2 separate regions of the Sus scrofa genome follow, and region 2 is linked to region 1. A link is a contact called in public Hi-C data. All regions are on one chromosome and are shown on one strand. The core of a region is the stretch at or near the end of the contact, and the rest is flanking DNA. Distances in the headings are between cores, read along the strand shown.

The links. Hi-C and Micro-C count contacts between places; a contact is called where the count stands out from the background.
Region 2: a Hi-C map of liver shows a contact between it and region 1, with 2.2 times the contacts expected there. The contact joins the enhancer-like site here to the promoter of FAM107B in region 1. A contact is called at or near these places in 2 of 5 promoter capture datasets (fetal liver and liver), 10 of 47 Hi-C or Micro-C datasets (alveolar macrophages, blood, brain and 6 more) and 1 of 2 datasets of contacts at active chromatin or transcription factors (alveolar macrophages).

The regions. Positions count from the first base shown.
Region 1 is chr10:47,138,854-47,143,125 of Sscrofa11.1, reverse strand. FAM107B (protein FAM107B) reads right to left here and starts at 2,350. Exons shown (of 4, transcript XM_021064842.1): 1 at 2,140-2,350.
Region 2 is chr10:47,212,083-47,216,350 of Sscrofa11.1, reverse strand. It overlaps FAM107B (protein FAM107B), which reads right to left. Exons shown (of 4, transcript XM_021064842.1): 2 at 4,209-4,268. Among named protein-coding and RNA genes, the nearest start is that of FAM107B, 73 kb to the right of the region's middle. Within about 2 kb of position 1,805, at least 5 of the 83 cell types and tissues checked have an H3K27ac peak or open chromatin away from gene starts, as enhancers often do. A contact at or near this core is called in liver, where this site is marked.

The DNA of each region.
Region 1 (4,272 bases), core at 1,101-3,600:
CTTGTCTCCAAGGCCTCTTTGTGACTTTGCAAACAGGAGAAATTCAACGTTGGTCAATTTTACAAGTGGAAGATAAATGTGATGACAGAAGCCGTCAGGGGCCCAATGTCGGGTTGAGCAAAGTGTTCTCTGTTTTTGTTTTTCACCGAATACACACCCTCAAAACTACCCACTACTCATAGGAAAACCCTTCTTATTTTACTTTCTCAATGCAAGGTCTTTTAGAAGCAATCATGTCACCACCTACAAAACCACTGCTATGCCTTGTTCTATGAAAAGAGCTCCTTTCCATGGTATAATTCTCAAGAATCTCAGAATACCATTCTATTTTAAATAATTTTAAAGCTGAAAGGCTTACCTTTATTTTTAAAAAAACTCAGGGGTGGGAAGGAGTGGGACACACAGGGAGTTTGGAGTTGGTGGATGCAAACTGTTACCTCTGGAATGGAGAGGCAATGGACTCCTGCTGTACAGCAGAGGGATTTGTATATGACTGGTTCAGTTTGCTGTACAACAAATTGAAGAAACACGGTAAATCAACTATAATTTAAAAACATTTTAAAAAATAAAAGAAATTAAATTTTAAAAAGTCAACCCCAAACCACTCCTAAAATCCAAAGAATATTATTTTCAATGTTTCTGTCGTATTACATTCTTCCATTTTAAGTGGAACTTGCATTGTTTTTTCTACTTCTTCCCTCCCCCTTCTGTACAGGTGGTTATTTGCCAGGCTACAAGGAAATATATTTCAAACAACTTGTTGGCAAGCCACTGTTGAAGACTATGGCTATTAGAGATCATAAATTAGATTGATGTGAGTGATAAAGATTAATAATCAGTAACTCTCATTTATTCACACACGCACACACACACACACACATTCACAACGGCTGTCACGCCATAAATGAAGCAAAGATGCCTTTATCCTCAGGGTATGTTTGGGTGGTTGAGTATTTGAGTGACTTTTTCCTCCTATATTTCTTTGGAAATTTTTAATAAACATATATAATTTTATACTTAAAAGTTTTAAACTGGAAACTACCAGCACTAAGAAATCTCTAGACAGGAATTCCAGATACTATTTCAACTTAAGGCAACTTGGACAGCTAAAATCTCCAAAGTGCTGGAGGGGGAACGAGTCCGGAGGAGAAACCAAGAACCTGTTAGCAAGTCTAACAGGCCTCACCCCCGTTTTCTGTATTTATTTTAATATCACACCCACTTTAATCAAATAACTTTGCTTTATGGTCACTGAGAGGGTATGGTATCTTGATTTGCTGCAGAGACTAAGATCTGTAATTTATCCTCAACGGGATTCCTTTTCACATTTCAGAGGGACTGCTACCATCCCCTACACAGCCTGTCAAAACCTGGCCCGACGCATCCGCGTCGTCCGTGAGGAACCTGAAGATGTTTGGAGAGAAGTTAGGAGAATCAAAATTTTAGGACTTGGGTGCAGAGTCCACCCAACTTAGTGGGTTCACTGGAGGAGCAAAAGCGGAGAGGAAGCAAATACGGAAAAGTTACTTGCAGACTGTTTGGAAACAGTGCCCGGGTCACCTTTAAACCAGCGGGGCAAACCGGCCCCCCGCAGCCCCTCCTTTGTTTGCCCAGGCGGAGGCTCGGCTGCGCCCGGGCAGCGAGGGGCGAACCCAGCGCCCAGGGCTCGGCATCTGGCCGTGTGCGGCGCACCGGGTGGGCAGCGCATCCCCGCTCCAGGCAGGGTCTCTCCATTTTCAGGGCCGAGAAAGCAACAATAAGCCGAGCAGTGTGGCCGCCGGGGCTCGCCTCCCTCGCGGCGTCCCCCGGCTACCCCGCACCCCGGGGCTCCCAGAACCACTGCGCGTGACCCCCCGCCACGCCCCGGGCCCGCGCCCCGCGTCCGCCCCCGGTACGGCGCTGGGTGGCCCCGGGCTCCTCGCACGCCCACCGCCCGGCGTGCAGTCCTCGCGCGCGTACAGGGACCCTCCCGCCCCAGGGCAGGCCGGGAGGGGCAGCCCGGCGACCCTTCCTGCCCCGGAGACCCTCAGGTCGGGAGTCGAGGCAGGGCGGGCGGCCGCGCAGTGGCCCCGGCGGGCACCCCGCCTCCCCCGAGCTCCTAGTCTTTGTGTGCAAAGTAAGTGCGGGAGGCAAACCCACCTCTGCGCGCGCACAAAGGCGCGCGGCGCCCTTCCCGGCGCTCGCTCCGGGCGTCCACGGAGGCGCCCGGCGGCTATAGGCGGACGGAGGCGGCGCGGGCGGCGGCTCAAACGGCGTCGGCGACTGCCAGTCCGGCGCAGGGCGGCTCTTTCACACCCGGCGGCCCCGCGCGTCCGAATTAAGCGACGGGGCGGGGAGAGGGTGGGGCGAGTCTGCTGATGACACGCCCTCGGACACGCCCCGGACACGCCCCGCCGCGCTGGCTGAAGCTCGGTGCTCGGGACCCGGGCCTCGGGGGGACTGTGCTGGGAGAGTCTCGCGGATTAGGTTCCGGGAGGTTTTCCTTATCTGGTTTTAGGCTGGTTGGCTTCGGAAACTCTCCCAGGAGAGGGAATATTGGAAGGGAAAAAAACAACAACAACAACAACAGCTGAGTGTCACCGGATGAGTGAGAGCGAAATGGGAAATTAAAGGCGGCAGGCACGCGTTTGCGGGACCCACGATTAAAGATCTCTCTCTCTGTCTGTCTCTGTCTCTCTCTCTCTCTCTCTCTCTCTCTCTCTCTCACACACACACACACACACACACACGAGTTCGCGGGAGCGTTTGGCTGGTGGGTGTCTGGTCTCCACCTCCACTCCGCGCCTGTAACATTCAGAGAGGCTGTCCCCATTTAAATTCTGCCAAGACGTGACCGAAGCAAACTCAAAGGGAATGAGGAGGAGACGCATCAAATTTGTTGAAATGGTTCACATTTACTGTCAAACCATAGCCTGAAACCCAGTGACAGAGGAATTTGCTCAGATTCTTCCCCCTCCCCCGCTCATCAAAGGGTAATTGGAGATTTAAACTTGTGCAAAAGGAGAAAAGGGTTTGTTTTACCTCTTTTTTTTCCCCCTCTGATATTCGTTTTTCTCAGCGCTCTTACAGCAAATGGCTTCTCTGCCCAACCCTAAGATTCTTAGATTACAATCTACCCGAATCACAGCAGGTACAAAAATGAGAGATATCTGTTTCAAAGTCACAAACAGTAAAGACAGCAGGTAATGGATTTTTAGATCAAAAGCTTTTTAATTTTCTTGGCAACAGATGAATAAGGGCTGATTTATGGGGAAGCTTTTCTGACTGAAACAGCTTGGGTCATGATCACACAGAAAAGTCCTATCAATTATGAATTTCAGCAAACAAATGACTTAGTCCAAAGATGCTTTCAGGCCACAGCACTTTAAGACCCTGGTCATCCCCAGGCCTGAAGCCCACTGAGGAGTGGGGTCACCTGCCACAGGATTTAGAAAGAGGAGTTCCCTCCCAGCCCAAGAAACGCACCTGTATGAACTTTATCCACAAGTTTCCCACAAGTCTTACTTCTCTCCCATTCTGAGTTGTGTTGTTTCTATTCTTGACAATGGGTCCACCAGCTACCAAAACCAGAACCTGGGATCCAACCTAGATTTTCTCCCCACTCTCCACATGAGAGTCAATTTCAAGTCCTGCACATACTAGGTGATGCCTCCATAGCCACCCCCACCCCTGCCCCACACCCCCATCCCCCCAGCTCTGCCACAGTTGCCCTTTAGGGTCTACCACTGCACTCTAGCAGTAGCCTCCCAACTGTTCCTAGCCTTCAATCTCACAAATGCTTTTCCTCCAAACTGCTTCCCCCGTGAATTTCCCAAATGCAAATCTGTTCTTAAAACCCTTTAATGCGTGCCCAAGTCCAAGTCCTACTACATGACCAAGTTCAAGCTCCTTCCTACAGTACCCCATAGACCGGCATGCAAGTTCAAGCTCACTCCTACAGTACCCCATAGAGCAGCACGCAAGTTTGGGGGTGAGGTGGTTGGCCACATGGAGTTCCTGGGCCAGGAATCAAATCCAAGCCATTTGCAAACTAAGCTGCACTTGTGGCAACGGGGGATCCTTTACCCACTGTGCCAGTCCTGGGATGGAATCCATATCCCAGGATTTTCACTAATCCCACTGCACCACAGAGGAAACTCCAGTACACAAGTTCAAGCTCCTTCCTACAGTACCCCATTGAGCAGCATGCTTCCTGATACCGCCTTGACAACTTCCCTGTGCTCTTGCTACATCCCCCAAACAAACACACTTGGCTCCACTCAGCCAGAGTGC
Region 2 (4,268 bases), core at 556-3,055, 74 kb before region 1:
CACAGTTTAGCCTGTGCTCCTCAGTATTATCTATACCTTTATTTTATCTATTTACTTATTTTTTTATTTTTTTAGGGCTGCACCCACAGCATATAGAGGTTCCCAGGCTAGGGGTTGAATCCAAGCTGTAGCCTCCAGCCTCCACTATAGCCACAGCAACGCCAGATCCAAGCCGAGTCTCTGACCTATACCCCAGCTCACGGCAACGCCAGATCCTTAACATACTGCGTGAGGCCAGGGATCGAACCTGCATCTTCATGGATCCTCATCAGATTCCTTAACCGCTGAGCCACGACGGGACCTCCCATCTATACCTTTATGAATAGGGCTCTGCCTCACTTAACCGTCTGCACAGGACATCAGAGTACAGCACTGCCAAATTTCTGCCGAGCCCATGATGAAAGACACTTAGGTTGTTTGCTACGGCTCCCTGCTGAACGCAATGAGGCGAGAACTTTCCTGTTCACTTACATTTGTCCTATACGAGTACTTCTGCTGGCTGCGTTCACAGAAGCGGAACTGCTGGCTAAGCATCTGCACGCATTGGATTGGGAAGCCTGCTGCCAAACTGCTTTCCAAACAGGCCGAGACAATTTATATTCCCTCCAACAATGATGAAAACGTACAGGCAACTTTTAAAGATCCGTTTCCCAGGTCACATAAACCACTGAATGCATTCAGGGGCCGAGAGGAATGGTCCACGTTCACTCCTGCCCCACCTCCACTCCACACTTGAAACAGTAGGAGGCAAATCACCTCCTTCTCCAAGAGCAGAGGGAGAGGCAGGCCCAATATCCCCACACACTCCCCTCCCCTGCCCACCCAACCTAACAACTTTTGGCCTGATTTTTTTTTTTTCCCTTAGGGGGAGGAGGAGAGCTGCCTTTGGGTTTCAAGCCCTTAACCTTGAATCCTAGAATCTTCTGGTCTGGCCTGCCCCTCCCTCTACATTTCTGACTGAGCCATTTCTATCTGTGTAGATCAAATGCAAATATTTCTACCTCAACTTGCCATATTCTTTCCATGTGGTATAGCAATAAGTATTCATTGAGGAACTATCTGTCTAGCAAAGCACACCAACTGAAGGGCAACTGCAAACACAGGGACCCAGAAACTGTCAAGGGAAACACACAAGCCAAAGAACCAATGGCAGAGATGGAGAATGGCTGGGTATTCTATATTTGCCCCCAAAGAACTCTTTTTATTTTTATTTATTTATTTTTTGTGGCCGCACCCATGGCACGCAGAAGTTCCTGGGTCAGGGATCGAACCCAGGCCATAGCAATGACAATGCATCCTCAACCAACAGGCCACCAGGGAACTCCAAAAGTACTGTTTTTAGAGAAGAAAGACTCTCTCTAAATAATATTTGAAATATTCTTATTTTTTAAGACCTCTTGAACACTACTCTTTTACCTACAAAAAAGAATGCCTATTGCAATCTGTCTTTGTATGCCACCAGGGACACCTAAAGACTCTAAGAACTATTAAGACAAAGGGTCAAATAGTTAGACCTGGAGGCAAACTGTGACCAGATCAAGATTTAATGACTTTTACCCTGAAACTTAGCTGGGAACGAAAGATGTATGGTATACTTCAAAGACTGCAGGCCACAATCTCAGAAAAGCTATGAGAACAGGCTCTCCTCTGCGGTGATAAGAAGTGACTCCACTTTTATCCTCTCATCTCTAGGGAGAGACGCAAACGACTCTGAAATGCTACAGGGCTTTGAGCCAAATTCAAGGCCACACAGAGCAAAGGTAACAAGGCTCCACGGAAGCTTTTTCTGTGTGGATCTCAGCTCTGTCTCCCTCTCCCAGCCCCAATCCCTTTTTCTCCACTTTCACAGAACAGGCCTCCTCTGGGTAATCTGGAACAGGTTCAACTGCACAAAACTGTAATGTTTTACAGCGACAGGACCCAGGCTACTAAATCCATTTCTACAGAACTGTCTATGGCCTCGAGTTCAAAGAGCAACTCCTCTGCCAATTTTGATTTACCTTTGCCTCTATTTTGACAGGGAGCCTTTTCCTAGATATAATAGAAAAAAATCAAACCAAAAAAACCAACAACAGTTTGAGCTAGAATATCTCTTAGAGATTAACTAAGTCTCTTACTCCTATTTTACAGGAAAGGGGACTGAGTCCCAAGAGGTGAAGACAGTGAGAAAACCATCTCGTTCAGAAAACCATTCAGCTGGAGTTCCCACTGTGGCTCAGCAATAACGAACCTGACTAGCATCCAAGAGGACGTGGGTTCAATTACTGACCCCGCTCAGCTGTTAAGAATCCAGCACTGCCATGAGCTGCAGTGTAGGTCACAGATGAGGCTCAGATCCCACATTGCTGTGGCTGTGGTGTAGGCCAGCAGCTATAGCTCTGATTTGACCCCTAGCCTGGGAACTTCTTTATGCTGCACATGCGACCCTTAAAAGCAAAAAAAAAAAAAAAAGGAAAGAGAGGAAGGGGGGGAGGAAGAAAAAGAGAGAGAAAGAAAGAAAGAAAACCATCTAGCTATTTCCTCTTGGCGTTTATTAACACACACACACACACACACACACACACACACACACACTCCCCACCCCAGTCTTCTCACCAAAGTGCAAGCATGGTTTTCCAGGAAGGACGCCTCCCAATTCTGTGGCCATTTTAGGACCTTATATAGTCCTAGTCTCTTGTGGCTCATTGGGTTAAGGATCTTAAGTTGTCACTCTTATGGCTCTGGTTTGACCCCCACCCCAGGAACTTTTGTATGCCATGGACATGGCAAAAAAACCCAAAAAACAGAGTACACCAAACCCAACACCCAAAATGATGCCTGACATATGAAACTAACAAATGGTTTTTACTAAGCTGATAGGGGGTAAATGTTTTGCTCCTCTTAAAAAAAAAAAGGATGATAGTCATAATTTAAAATGCTACAAATGTAATGTAAAAACCAACGCAAACACAAGAAAGAGGGTCCTGACCTACTGTTACATCTCATGTGGTCCTACAGACTTCTCTCTGCCATTCTACACATGTTGAACAGGACAGCATCTGAGTCACATTTCTCCAAGTGATGGAGAAAATTCAGAATTTTCACAAATCTAAGAAATAATGTATTCATTTCCTTTTGACCCAGGACACCCTCTTTCATCCTTAATCCAGTCCCTTCCATACAAAATTTAAAACATGCATCCACTTGAGAATGAGACTTGTGGAGTTCCCATTGTGGCACAGCAGGAACGAATCCAGCTAGTATCCAAGAGGATGTGAGTTCAATCCCTGGCCTTGGTCAGCAGGTCGGGGATCTGGTGTTGCTGTGAGCTGTGGTGTAGGTGGCAGATGCAGCTCGGATCTGGTGTGGCTGTGGCGTAGGCTGGCAGCTGTAGCTCTGATTCGACCCCTAACCTAGGAACTTCCATATAGCTTTAGGGTGCAGCCCTAAAAAGCAAAAAAAAAAAAAAAGAGAGAGAGAGAGAGAGAGAGAGCGATAAGGAGACATGGGACCACAGAACCCTGAGTAACCCTGGCGGCATCAGCTGAGCCTACAGTCAGCCTCCCTGGCTTGAGTCTGCTAAGGGAATAAGGAAGCTTTAAATATGGTCAAGAAATAAACACCTATGATATTACTTATATGTGGAATCTAAAACATGACACGAATGAACCTGTCTATAAAACAGCCCCACAGACCCAGAGAACAGACTTGGGGTTGCCAAGGGGGAGGGTGGAGGGAGGGGGATGGAGCAGGAGGCTGGGGTCCGCAAGTGCACATGAGGGGTTAATCCCCAAGGTTCTGCTGTACAGCACAAGGAAGTATATTCAACGGCCTATGACAAACCATAAAGAAAAAGAATATTTTTAAAATGTTTCCGTATGGTCAAGAAACCAAAAAACTCTCTGAAGCCTTGGTTAGTGTAATTAAAATGAAATCTCGTTACCTTAAAAGCCCCTCTAAGGAAAAGGCAGCTCAAAAATACCATCTTTGGGGTTTGAGAGTGGTGTACGCACACCACACTGGGGTCGATGGAGTGAGTGGCCAAGGAGACTTGCTGGAAAGCACAGGGGGCTCTACCCGACACGCTGTGGTCATCCACGTGGGAAAAGAAGCCGAAAGAGCATGGAGTATGTGTGGGTACAGCTGAATCACTTTGCTGTACAGGAGGAATTAGCACAACCTTGTACCCCAACTACACTTCGAGAAAACTTATTTAAAAAAAAGCTTACCTTTTTTGATTCATGAGAAGTTCTCTGTGCAGATCTTGGTGGTTCCGGGAGGTTTTGACG